Linked DNA regions of Urocitellus parryii: region 1 is linked to region 2. Evidence: chromatin contacts called from public Hi-C data. All regions are on one chromosome and are shown on one strand. The core of a region is the stretch at or near the end of the contact, and the rest is flanking DNA. Distances in the headings are between cores, read along the strand shown.

Region 1 (6,857 bases), core at 1,126-3,625, 440 kb after region 2:
AAATTTTGAAATCAATTAAAATATTGAAAGTCTTAATTAAAAGAATCTCTTTTCCATAGAGGAGAGACAAGAGAGGTTAAAAGTAAATTGTCCCAAAGTCACAAAAATTAATAAATGGTGGAGACAGAACAAGAACCTGGGCAGCCTGGGTCTGTAACGTATGCTCATAACAGCTGTAGTCCTTCCTGCCAGGTTTTATGTAACTGGAAGTGACATGTGGTGTTACAGGAAGCTCAGGGCCAATTCTCAGGAGCCTCTCATAAAATACTCTTATCTCTGTTGCCATCTTACCGATGAGGAAACAGAGGCTCAGAGAAATGAATGAATTAATTACAATATCTAATGCTGATATGACACTTACATTTCAGGTTCTGTTTTAAGCACTAATGCATCTAGTCTTCATAAGAACTTACAAGGTAAATTTCATTATTATCATCATTCTAAATTAAATAACTTGTCCAAGGTCCTATACTAGTTGAGGGGTAACATGGCCAAGATTCACTGCAGCTCAAAGGCCTCCTCAAAACAAACCTAATGATGACCCTTGGAATGAGTGGTGGAGCAGAAATTCAAACTCAGCTCTAACTCCTGAGTGACAGCCTTCTATCTTTTCACCCACTTGCCCATGGATGACCCTTAAATCTGCTGCAGGGTGGAGAGGAGCCAGGGAAGAGGGAGTACAAATGCTCTGGAGACCCATAAGAAAGGGCATTTAAGCTGCACTCTGAAGGATAAAGAGCTTGCTGGACAAAGGGAGTTACTACACAACCTAGTATTTGTAAAAGAAATAAAAAGCAAGTAACCTTATCTAAGGAAGAACACTAAAAAAGACAATATAGTAATGAAAAACAAAGAAATCAAACTATTAAAAACAAAGTGTTTCAGATTATTTCAGAAGAGCTTTACTTCAAATTTTAGTTAGAAAACATTCTTGAAGGGAAAACAAGTTTTTAGTCCCTTTACTTTTGACTATACATTCAAAAAATTCAACAAGGTATATAAATGTGCAATTTGTCTTTTGTAACACGAATTCTGACGTTCAAAATTTACTTCCTCAAACTAAGCGCTGCAAGCTGGTGTCTACCAAACCTTCAGGAATGTTTGCAAGATTCTCCATCAGGTCCTGAAACAGTCATCTAGAAACCAAAATGAGCTGGGAAATTCAAACCAAGACCTTAAAGGAACGTAGTTCTGGCCGGGCCAGGGGCCCATGTGCAAGTTGAGGCTGAAACACTACAAAGATGGATTATTTTTTCCTGGCAAACTGATTTATGATCACAGAAGGGCAGCTGCAGAACCAGTCTGACCATAACTACAATCCTCAAACACAGAACAGGAAGTGATGGAAACAGCAGGAGAACCCTGAAGACCATCGCTCATTTCTGGGCGTTGTGAGACCTAACAAATTCTAATTCTTGCTGCAGACTTGGGGCGATCAATGGAGTCCATGGCCCAAAACGTGACCTCTGGGAAAGTTGGCACAGCAGAAGGGCACTAGACAAGGTGCCTCCACGCCCCCTGGCGGACTCAAAGGATAATTATGATGTGCCAATTAAAGGATAGATAGGTTCAGGGTTTCTGAAAAATTCTCTGTTTAGCTTCCACAGCAACCCTTAAAAGGAGGCGTGGACTCCGTTTTACAGATGAGGAATAAGGTATGACTTGCCAACAGACACAAAAAAGGAAAACAACAGAAGCAATCACTGAGCTGACTTCAAGGAGTACAGGGGCTGGGGTTAGCTCGGACCCCACAGCGACCCTCGGTTCACCAGGCGGACAAGGTGCAGGCTATCAGCAGGGAGCATTGGCAGCGCCCAAGTACCTCCGAGGAGGGAGCGCGCGGCGGGTGGTAGCGACTCATCCCGGCGCAGGGCTGCAGCAACCAGGCTAGGGCGCAGCGCGCACCACCCGCTCGCCTGTGCCTGCCCGGACAGCCTCGCACGCTGTGCGTGTCCAGCCGCTGCAGCAGCAAGGCGCGGCGCAGCGTGGACTGTCCACGCGTCTGCACCTGTCCCAGAGCCCGGAGAGACTCGCAAGCCACCACACACGGGGCGCGTGCGCGCAGGACTGCAGCGGGCACGGGCTGGCAATGCCATAGCAAGCCCACCCTCTCTGTCTCAGGTCTTACCGTAACTGTTCTCCAGTGACCAGGACTTCAGCCATGCGCTCCAGCTCCCTTTGCTGCGCCCCGCCACTCCCGCTAGTGCTGCTGTCGCTGCCACTGCCGCCAGTGCTGCCGCCCTCCTCCATGGTCCGGGCCACGCCGCTACCACTGCCTGGGCTATCCGCCTCGGATTCTGCTGTTCGAATCAGTCTGCCCTCACCGAGGCTTCTCCCGCCATCTTTGTTCGGGGCAGTCCCAATGCTCTGAAGTGATTGGTTAGGGAGGGAATCCCTGTGAGTTAGCGGAGGCACTAGGCGAGTCCGGCCCCAGAAACTTCAGCTTAGGGGCGTGGCTGGAGTCCCTCGTGGCTGGGGGCGGGGCCGAGGGAGGAAAATATCAACATCTGAGCTGGGCACAGGCTCAGGGCTGTGTGTGCTGGCTGTGGATGAATTCCCGGGACTTTCCTTCCTTTACCCTGCAAAGCTCTTGCTATGAAAGCCTGCGTTTTTATTATATTGCCCATGCCCAAATTGCAGAGAATGAATGAGAACAGTACACCCAATAGTGCACAAGAGAGGATACACATGTCACTGCAGGACATGGAAAAAAAAAAAATTGGGATGAGGGGTGGTACCGAGGAGTGAACTCAGAGGCACTCGACCACTGAGCCTCATCCCCAACCCTACTTTGTATTTTATTTCGAGACAGGATCTCACTGAGTTGCTTAGCGCCTCACTTTTGCTGAGGCTGGCTTTGAACTCGCAATTCTCCTGTCTCAGCCTCCCGGAGTAGCAGGTATTTCAAGCCTTCGCAACCGCGAGGCATGGAAAAATTAAGCATTCCTTTCATCCGGACCACTCTCACCGAAGACAACTTATATAACTTGACGGTGTGATCGATACATAACGCTGGCCTGAAATTAAACAGATCTGGGATCGAGCTCCACAACTATCTTGAGAGACATAATTTTTCAGTTGCAGGTATGTGGTGGAAGTTTACAGACTAGTACATGGGTAAAAAAAAAAGAAGGAGAAGCAGGGAGACGTTTACAGAATGAAAATGGGAGGAAGTTGAAAACCAACTTCTATATACACATGTTTATACGTACATGCGCACGCGCGCGCACACACACACACACACACACACAATCAATCAATCAATTCTGCTATTTCAAAGTATTTATATTTACTCTTCTACAAGTGTATTGTATTTTATTTTCGGGGAGGGCATGTTTGTTTGATCATGTTTTTTCCTTTTCTTTTTTGGAATTGGGGGTTGAACCCAGGGGTGCTTAACCACTAAGCTAACTCACCAGCCCTTTTTAATTTTAATTTTGAGTCAGAGTCTCACTAAGTTACTGAGGGTCTCTTTCTAAATTGCTGAGGCTGCCCTCTAAGTTGGCCTCCCGAGTCTGTTGGGATTACAGGCATCTGCCACCTCACTCAGCACGTTTTTTTGTTTTTGTTTTTGTTTTTTAAGGAAGATCATACAAGTCTTTGCCAAACTGCTGCAATGTTAGTGTTGACATTAACTGAAACTTGCAACAACTCATTAAGCATTCATCATGTGTTTTATATACCACAGGCACCTTATTTATATTGTTTAATTTATCCTTAAAATTCTAAGAGTTAAATATTGATTTCAATTTACAACTAACAAAGCTTAATCACAGGACTGGGAATGTGACTCAGTGGTATAGTATTTGCCTGCCATGCATGAGGCCCTGGATTTGATCCCCAGCACCAAAAGAAAAATATGCATAAGCACAGACAGGTAAAGCATATCTAAATTTTTTATATAGAAGGTTAGGCAGCCTTTGAACTCTAATTCTGCTGACTCCCAAGGCCGTGCTCAGCCAGACTCCAGGATAACACTCTCTCTCATATCCAACACTAAATATCAGGCAACTCTTTTGCTCAAAGAAATTCTCTAAGGTTCTTAACTTTCTAAGTAGATCATGGTGGAAATGTAGACCCAGGGAGTCATAGTTTCAGTTACATGTGATTTTAAGAGCCTTATTCTGTTCTCTGATTTAAGGATGCTGATTCATAATGTGGTTGTGGGGGCATGGGAGGATTAGATGAACTCTAGATAGGGCAAAGGAGAAAAGTGGAGGGGAGGGAGGAGAAGGGAGGGTACATGAGGGTAGAAAAGATGGTGGAGTGAGATGGACATCATTACACTAAGTACATGTATGAAGACATGAATGATGTGATTCTACTTTGTGTACAACCAGAGATATGAAAAATTGTGCTCTATATGTGTAATATAAATTATAATGCATTCTGTTATATATAACAAATTTAAATAAATAAATAAGAGCCTCATTCTGCATAAAGCATAAAAATCATTTAACAGAAGTAGTTAATGCTTTAATTCAGTAATTATTATATAGAATATCAAGAATTTGCTTGGGGTCTCAGCAGTAGAGCATATGCCTAGTATTCCCAGTGTTTAATTCCCAGTGCTAAAATGACAACATCAAGCAAATAGTTTTGGGGGGATTCTCACTCAAATGCTGAGTTTCTATCCTGATTCTGTCATCTATAACTTTGTAATCTTTGCTAGTCACTTAACTTTGGGGGGGCTTCAATTTCCTATTGACAAAACATGAATAGTAATTTCTCCTTTATAGGGCTGTTATGTGCTGTTTTAGTCAGCTTTTTCATTGCTGTCATCAAAAGACCCAATAACAAGAGCAATTTTAGAGGAAGAAAAGTTTATTTGGGGCAGTTTCAAAGATCTCGATCCACAGGTGGACAACTCTATTGCTCTATGACTGAAATGAGGCAAAACATCATGGGGGATGAGTGTTGAGGAGGAAAGCAGCTCAGGACATGGCACCAGGAGGCAGAGAGAGAGACAGCTTCCCTTACCACTGACACAATATACACCTCCAGGGTTTATAGTCTCCTCCAGGGACATCCTACCTGCCTATAGTCACTACCAGGTAATCCCTATTGGAGGATTAACACACTGATTAGGTGTAGATTCTCATAGTCTAATCATTTTACCTTTAAACTTTCTTTCATTTTTCTTACACCTAAGCTTTGTGGGGACACCCCATATCTAACCTATAACACATGGCTTAAATGAATAGCATTATATAAAATTTCCATTATTTAAAATTTTAAAGATTCATTTCAGTAACCAAATTTTTTTTAAGTTAGAAAAGAAGTATCTTAAGCCCACTACAGTGGCACACATCTGTAATTCCAGCAACTCAGGAGAGTCAGGCAGGAGGTTTGCAAGTTAAAGCCCAGCCTCAGCAACTTACAGAGACCCTGACTCAAAAGAAACTAAAAAGGGTTGGGAAAGGTAGCTCAGTGCTACCTTTGTCTAGTACGCATGAAACCTTGGGTTCCATCCTTAGGCTGCTCCTTCTGAAAAGTGCCTTAACATATGGGAGGAAAAATTGAGTCGGGAAAATGAGCAGGAGAGAGTATAATTAATTTTTCTTACTTGGCAAGATAGTTGTTGTTGTTGTGTGTAGATGGTTGTAGATGTTTATAGGAAATGGGAATTGCTCTGCTGCTATTGTTTTAACCTTTCATTGATACATGAAATACAACATGCCTCACTAGGTAAGGAGAAAAACTCTTTTCCCTAATTTATGGGAAAATTGATGAACTGACTCCTGAGGACTGGTTAGCACCAATGCCTGTGACCAGGAGCCCTGGAGCAAGTGGTCCTAGAGTGAGCTGTGACCTATGAGTATTGATGAAAGAGAGAAGGACACCAATGTGACAATTACTCTAGCATGAAGATTCTGGAAGAGCTAAATTCTGACAGATCTGGGTTTGATTCCTGGCTCTATTTGGGCAAGTTCATCATCTTCTCTGAATTTTCTGTCCTCTTATGTAAAGATTATACCACCAGTCCCATTGGATTATTGGGAGGATTAAATGAAATTTAAAAACTGCTTTTATTAAAGGTAGATAATTCCCCCCCACAACCCCCCTCCCCACCCCCAGTGCTGGGGATTGAAATCCAGGACCTCATGCATGCTAGGTAAGTACTCTGTCACTGAGCCACATCCCCAGCCCTAGGTGGACATTACTAAATGAGAGCTTTCCAGGTCTCTTCGCCTCTTTCATGCTTTCTGTATGTTTTAGTACTTTGGGGGCTAATGTTTCTCAAAATTTTGATGGTGGTATGTAGTGTGTGGGTATGTGATGTATTTGTGTTTTCAGCCCATTTAAGCCCGATACTTTGATGAAATGTAATAAAATGAGATTAAAAAAATCTATAAAGCAAAATCCCAAATTCTATAGGGATCAATAAATGGAAATATTCTGTCAAATTGCTCTACACATTTCTTTTTTTTTTTTTTTTTTGGCTGGGTGGGGAGGAGGTCGACCGGGGGTTGACCCCAGCAGTAGTTTACCACTGAGCTACATCTCCAGCCCTTTTATTTTTTAAGACAGAGTTTTGCCAAGTTGCTTAGGACCTCTGTAATTTGCAAAAATTGGCCTCAAACTTGTGAACCTCCTGTCTCAGCTTCCCAAGTAGCAGGGATTACAGGCGTGCACCACCACACCCAGCTTGCTCTACACATTTCTAATTGATTTTTCAATGTTGTTATGTCTGGTTGTTTTTCACCACAAGTAATGGCCACCAGTTGATTGACCAAGCTCTGAGTGGTACTTGTGTACTAAACTTTTCCTAAAGGTGAGTGGCAGTGTGAGGGGATGGGCTTAAATTTATAAAATATGCAAAAGAATAGGGCCACCTATGAGGTTTCATAATAGAC
Region 2 (6,390 bases), core at 1,912-4,411:
CTGATTCCACAATCTTGCTATCGTGAATTGTGCTGCTATGAACATCGATGTAGCAGTGTCCCTGTAGCATGCTCTTTTTAGGTCTTTTGGGAATAGACCTAGAAGGGGTAGAAATCATTTTCTAATGATGATAGTTAACACTGAGAGAGGGGAATTTCTCTAATGTAAGAAAAGAGGAAGAAGCAGACTTTACAGTCATGAGAAATATAAAGTTACCATACTGGACTCACTCTCCCTGGCATCTACAGAAATTTCCTTCAGCTTTTAGCACTTTGTCTGTTCTGACACTTCTGCTTTCTGAGTCTTCAAAGGACATTCTCAGACAGAGGCCAAGAGGAGGAAGCAAAAGTAAAGATAAGCTTCAAAGTATGTACATGCATTTGTAAAATGTCAATAGAAGCCAAAGGTAGTAAGATTTTTACAAAAAAATATGCAATATCTCAAAAAAGTTAAAGCAGATGAGAACCAAGAAAGTCCAGCATGTTTAACAATTGTGAAGGGCTTTTAAGAGAATCAGTAGGAGTTAAGGACAGAAAAAGTAGCATAATTTGTTCAAATAATATATATTGATAATTATAATTTTTAAAAAGCAAATAAGTGCTAAAGAAGTTGATGTGGAGGCATTAATAATGTATTTTTATTCAGGAAAAAAATCCTCCTCATATGTCACATTACCCTGTGTTATATATAAGTAAAGACCAGCAAGAAAATTTCATAAAGGAACAAAACTATAGCTGAGATCCAAGAATAATTTTCTTTTCTTCTTCTTTTTTCCCAGTTTTATAACTTTATTTGACAATCAGTGCTTAGTCTTCATACCCATTGATAGATTTTTAAAAGTGGCATTAGGCACACAGTTAACCAAATTATATTTCTTGTTTGGCGAATCTTAATTCTCATGTTTTCTGGACAACAAGACACTAACATATATGAGACATTCCTTATTTCTTGGGTCCAGACATCTTTGTTGAACCTGGTGTCGATACACGATCTGTAATAATGATGCCCTTCCTGTCAAATTTCTGGATCTGTCTCTAAAATGCACACTTCTTGAAGACTATTTCATGGATGCATTCATGAATACTGATGGTGCATTCAAAAGAAATTCATGGAGCTCCTAGTCTCTATATTCCTGTTTGATGGCAGAATTCTTCTCATCACCATTCTTTGTGGGAGTGATTCTACAGCACTCAAGTTGGAAAGGAAGAGAATGAAGGATTCCATTCTAAATTTACTAGAAATCTCTCAAGCTCTTACCTTCTTCCCAGTCTTGAAAATGTCTGTGATTCCTTAAAGGTTACTGATAGTGACCCAACGATCTCATCTCAAAATTCTTTGGAATTCTGAGGTATTTGTAACAGTCTCTTCTTTCCAATTAAGGTTTATACTTTCAAATCTTTACAGATAATTTACCTTGATAATGGGATAAAAAAGGCTTTGGGGCTATTTTAGTCTTCAGGGTTTTTTGTTGTTGTTGTTTTCTGTTTTCCTCCTTTTTGGGTACTAACAATTGAACCCAGAGACATTTTACCACTGAGTTACATCCCTAGTCGTCTTGGGGTCTTGCTAAGTTGCTGACAGTCTCCCTCAGTGGTTGAGCCTAGTCTCAAACTTGAGATCCTCCTGTCTCATCCTCCTGAGTCACTGGAATACAGATGTATATCACCACACTTAGCAGTCATCAGTTTATTTTTGTCATATGTGGTTATTTGGGATTTCATATCTAGAGTATTACCTAGCATAAAATACACTCCTTTAAGAAATATTTTGTGTAATAAAAGTTGAGGGGTTTTTCCCCTCTTTTTTAGGCTCTTCAAAACAAATTCATGGAACTCCTTAGTCTCTAACATAGCATCCTCTGATTCAATTTCTGTCAAAGCTAGTCAGATGTGTCTTTATGGGAAACAAGATCAGAGGCCAATCAGGCAATAAAGGATAGTGGTTACTAGCATGGGGTCTAGAAACCTATATTAATTTTCATAACCATTTTATGATACTGAAATATCAGAAAGTGATGCCTTTTCCAGTTTTATATTCCTTTAAGTTACCTTGGTATCTCAGTACCTGTTCCAAGTCAAAAGTATTTATTGTTCTCCTAAATGAGCAAATTAATTGATTGCAATACAACTGTTGTGCCAGAGAAAAGAGAGGTTTATGTTGTACTTACCAGGGAAAGTACTATCATCTGGATTAACTGAAGTACTAATGGTTCTTTTCAGGAGGTGATAAACATTTGCTGCTGTGAAGTCTGAAAAAGTAAAGACAGTCTAACTCCATGGCTCAAGTTACATAACATAGGCCTATTCTAATTTCACTATCAGTGACTCTCAAAACCAATGTATTGTACATAAAATAACTACATGTTGATCAAGATCTGTTCATGTTTTGATATAGAAAAGCAAGAGCAAGCAGAGAAAACTAAAAAGGCCCCGATTTGTGCATGCCAGTAGTTAGCACAAATCAAAAATTCCCTGCAAAGAACAGGAACTCTGTCACAACACCTTATACCCCACTTTGTACATTTCCCCCTCAAAATGACTGCCTGACCAAAACAAACAAGTAAAATACAATAGTCTAGACAGAAGCACCAAAAAGCAGCGCAAGGGCAAGCAGTTAAAATCGCCTAAAATTTATCATTTCTTGTTTAAACTTAGTTGATGTTATATGCGTCCTCCCATTAGAATGGAAGCTCAAGGTCAGTAAGACCTTGTATTTTGTTCCTTACTGTATTGCCTGTATGTGGGACACGGAAGACATAACAATTTATTGTATACTTTTTAGAAGACCAGAAATTCCATTAAGGTACAAAGGATTTGATCAGTTAAATTCTTACTGTGCCAGGAACTTTTAAGCCCTGGGATCTTGCATCCACAAATTTGTACTTCTGTTCCCATGAAGAGGACAGTGCCCAGCCCTCATTAGATCTATCCCACCCAGATTCGCAGCTTCCCGGGACCTATGGTGACCTCTGTCCCTCCCTAGATCACAAACGCAAACATCTCCTCCCGCAAGCCATTCCCGCCGTTTCTCAGCCCCGCGCTTACCCGGCTGCTTCTCGGTACCCTCAAACGACGACGCTTCTGGTGCACGCTCAGTCTCCCCGCTGACCGCCAACGGGAACTTTCCTTCCCCCCAGATCACCAGCAGCAGATACCGATCCATCCCTTCCTTCAGAACTCACCCCCAGGTTTAAGTCTCAAAACAGCCGCGCGCTTGACGCACTTCCGGTTTTCTTTTTCCGCTCAGCTCGTTTGGAAATTGTGTCCTCCGTCTGTTTCCGTAGGTTACTGGGAATTATTTTCGGGAATTATTCTATCAATAACTGCCTTCTTTCTTTCTTCCTTGACTAAATCGTTACCGTGGGAAGACTGGAGGGCATCCATAAGTGAGAAGAAACAGAAGAGTGCTGAACGAGCTAGGAACCTAAGTGCTTTGGTCCATGCGTTTCCCGCCGGGCAAGTACTGCTGATGACCTGGCTCAGCTTGGGGTTAAAAAAGGACGCTTCGGCCAGTGGGGAAAGATGTCGAGTTTCTCTAGGGCAACCCAGGTGAGCTCAGATTGTTGTGCCTTGATGGTTGGTGTTCTTTAGGCTGGCAGAAGGAGAGCGGCGGATTAGTAGTGAGGGTGAATCGGCAGGGAAGCCGAGACCCGCAGCCACTCTTGGGAAAATACACACTGGGGGTGGTGAGGACGACCATCACTTGCTGTCTTGGTACTCGTCCCCTCCTTGTCAGTCAGTGTTTTTCATCTCTTTCTCCCTTTCTCCGAGGGACTGTCAGAGAGATGGTAAGTGGGGACCTGTTGGAGAGTTGATCCAAAGGGTCAGACGTGAACTGACAGGGTCCTGAGAAGCACCCTGTCTGTACAGAGATGCGGGTCTGTGCAAGGCAGAAGCTGAGAATCGTCTTCAAGGCTTTTGCAATAAACCCCACTACACAGGAGGGTGCACAATCCAGGCCAGGAATTTGGTGCTAAAAAGTGATCAGGTTTTGTTTGAGGATGGAACCCAGAGGGTTTCTTGAAACATTGAATGCGAGTCGACAGCAAAGTAAGAAGGATGTCTTCGTGTTTTTGTTTTTGTGTTTTGGACACCTGGAAGGGTGGTGTGCCATCAACTGAAACAGGGAAGGCTGAAGTTGACGCAGGTTTCAGGTGGAAGGGTAGGTTAGGAGTTACTTTTGAATATGTTAGTCCTGGATGACTTTTAGCCCAGTGCTGCTTCTTTCCTGGGACTGTTTGTTACTTGTCAGTGGTCAGATAAATACAGGAAGCGAAGTGAATCTCTTTTAAAAACTTTGATAACAGTTTTGCATTGTGGCAGCATTTGTACGTTTTTATCAAAGTTTTTTTTTTCTATAAAACTATTCGTCTGCAATGGGTGGGGGGAAATTGGTCTTTTGCCTATGGTATAGGCTAGTTTGAAGTTTGTGACAATTTAAAACAAAACCACTAGCCTAGTTGCATTTTTTTCCCCAGAATTGTTTAATCTCTGGTGTATATGCATAATGAAATCATCTGGTCGAGGTCTTTCTGGATGGAATTTTCTTCGAATTTAAAGACACTGATGAATACTACAAAAAGAATGGTCTACATGTCTGAAATAACCTAAAGATATATAAAACAATTTTTTGGGAGGGGGTGGTACCCGGGATTAAACTCAGGGGCACTGGACCACTGAGCCACATCCCCAGACATGCAGGTCTGTGGAGGGCACTATTTGTATTTTATTTAGAGACAGGTTCTCACTGAGTTGCTTAGTGCCTTGATTTTGCCAACGCTGGCTTTGAACTGGAGACCCTCCTGCCTCAGCCTCCTAAGCTGCTGGAATTATGGGGATGTGCCACCACGCCATGCTTAAGACAATTCTTTAAAATTTAAATTCATTCAACTTAGCTGTCCTTTCCCAACTACATTGTTTTACTTAACTTTACCCTGGAATTGAATTCCTGAATTGTCTTCAGTTTCCAATTGGCCACTCAGCTTTCAATATAATATACCTACTGACCTAAATAATGTGAATAATAGAAAGGCTTTCCTTTTTCAGAAGTAGAAATGAAAACAAAACAAAAATTTTTTAATGATAGTTCTTTCAAAGTAATTGTTGACATTAACTGTAGAATACATATATAATCGTATATAGTAAAAATAGTTATTTCCATTTTAATTCATAGTAAAAATATTTATTTCCATTTTAATTCATTTAATTTTTAATTTTTTTTTTCTTTTCTGTGTTTTCAAGCAATGGGCCACTTTTGCTCGAATATGGTATCTCTTAGATGGGAAAATGCAGCCCCCTGGTAAACTTGCTGCTATAGCATCAATAAGACTTCAAGGATTACATAAACCTGTATACCATCAACTGAGTAAGTATCACTTTAGCCTGATCATAACATACTTTTCATGCTAGAATAGAATATGGATGAAATTTGACTGAACTTTAAGAAAGGACCCCTTTCTTCCTGAGGATTCCATTCTTTCTGAAAACTTATTAGCACACTAAACTGAATTTTGTATTATTTATGGAAAAGTCATAACAGATCAGTTTTCTTGGCAGAACCCCACTTTATACCACTGGGCAGACAAAATTACCAGTAGCCCTTCCTTTCATTCTCAGAAGTATCCTGATTTGCACATTACATTTCATATGTGGCTCTTCACATGATGATATGCATTTAAATAGAGTTTTTGAAAATAAGGGAAATAATCTTCTGTTGGAAAAATCCTTTTTCCTGAGAAGATATGTGTAGAGCTAGCTATGCACAAAAGCTTAATTTTTAACTGTTTCAAGTAAGTAGATTTGCTTTTTAGTATCATTTTTCTTTCTTTTTTGGGGGAGGTGTACTAGAGATTGAACCCAGGGGCACTAACCACTAAGCCACATCCCCAGTCCTGTCTATCTATCTATCTATCTATCCATCTATTTATTTATTTATTTATTGGAGATGGGGTCTCCCTAAGTTGTTTAGGGTCTTCTTAGTTGCTGAGGCTAACTTTGAACTTGCTATCCTCCTGCCTCAGCCTTCTCAGCTGTTGAGATTACACTTGGTTCTATGATTTTTCTAAAATAATAGAGAAAGTTGTCTTTCATTCTAGAAGAGTTCAGTTTATAGATGGTTTAATTGATTCTATTTATTGTGGTACCTCACTGATGGCTCCTGATGTCATTTTCTGTTCCTCATCTCATCTGACCTGTCAATAGCATTTGCTGCAATTGATCATGTTTGTTTAATTTTTGTGATGTATAGTAAACATATAAAGTACATTTTAAAGAAAATAATGATGAGGAAATGAATACCCATATATTTGGCATTTATATTAAATAATGTTGCTTTCAATATTTTTGCACTCTTTCCCCAGTGTTCATGTGGAATAGTTTTCCCAAGGTATAT

What was found. Hi-C and Micro-C count contacts between places; a contact is called where the count stands out from the background.
Region 1: a Hi-C map of muscle shows a contact between it and region 2, with 4 times the contacts expected there. The contact joins the promoter of Deptor here to the promoter of Mtbp in region 2. A contact is called at or near these places in 2 of 2 Hi-C or Micro-C datasets (liver and muscle).

What each region holds. Positions count from the first base shown.
Region 1 is chr7:19,824,863-19,831,719 of mUroPar1.hap1, forward strand. Deptor (DEP domain containing MTOR interacting protein) reads right to left here and starts at 2,376. Exons shown (of 9, transcript XM_026393861.2): 1 at 2,129-2,376. The coding sequence starts at 2,250.
Region 2 is chr7:19,382,335-19,388,724 of mUroPar1.hap1, forward strand. Mtbp (MDM2 binding protein) reads right to left here and starts at 3,162. Exons shown (of 20, transcript XM_077800972.1): 1 at 3,045-3,162; 2 at 2,168-2,248. The coding sequence starts at 3,162. It overlaps Mrpl13 (mitochondrial ribosomal protein L13), which reads left to right and starts at 3,344. Exons shown (of 7, transcript XM_026393867.2): 1 at 3,344-3,548; 2 at 5,241-5,364. The coding sequence starts at 3,522.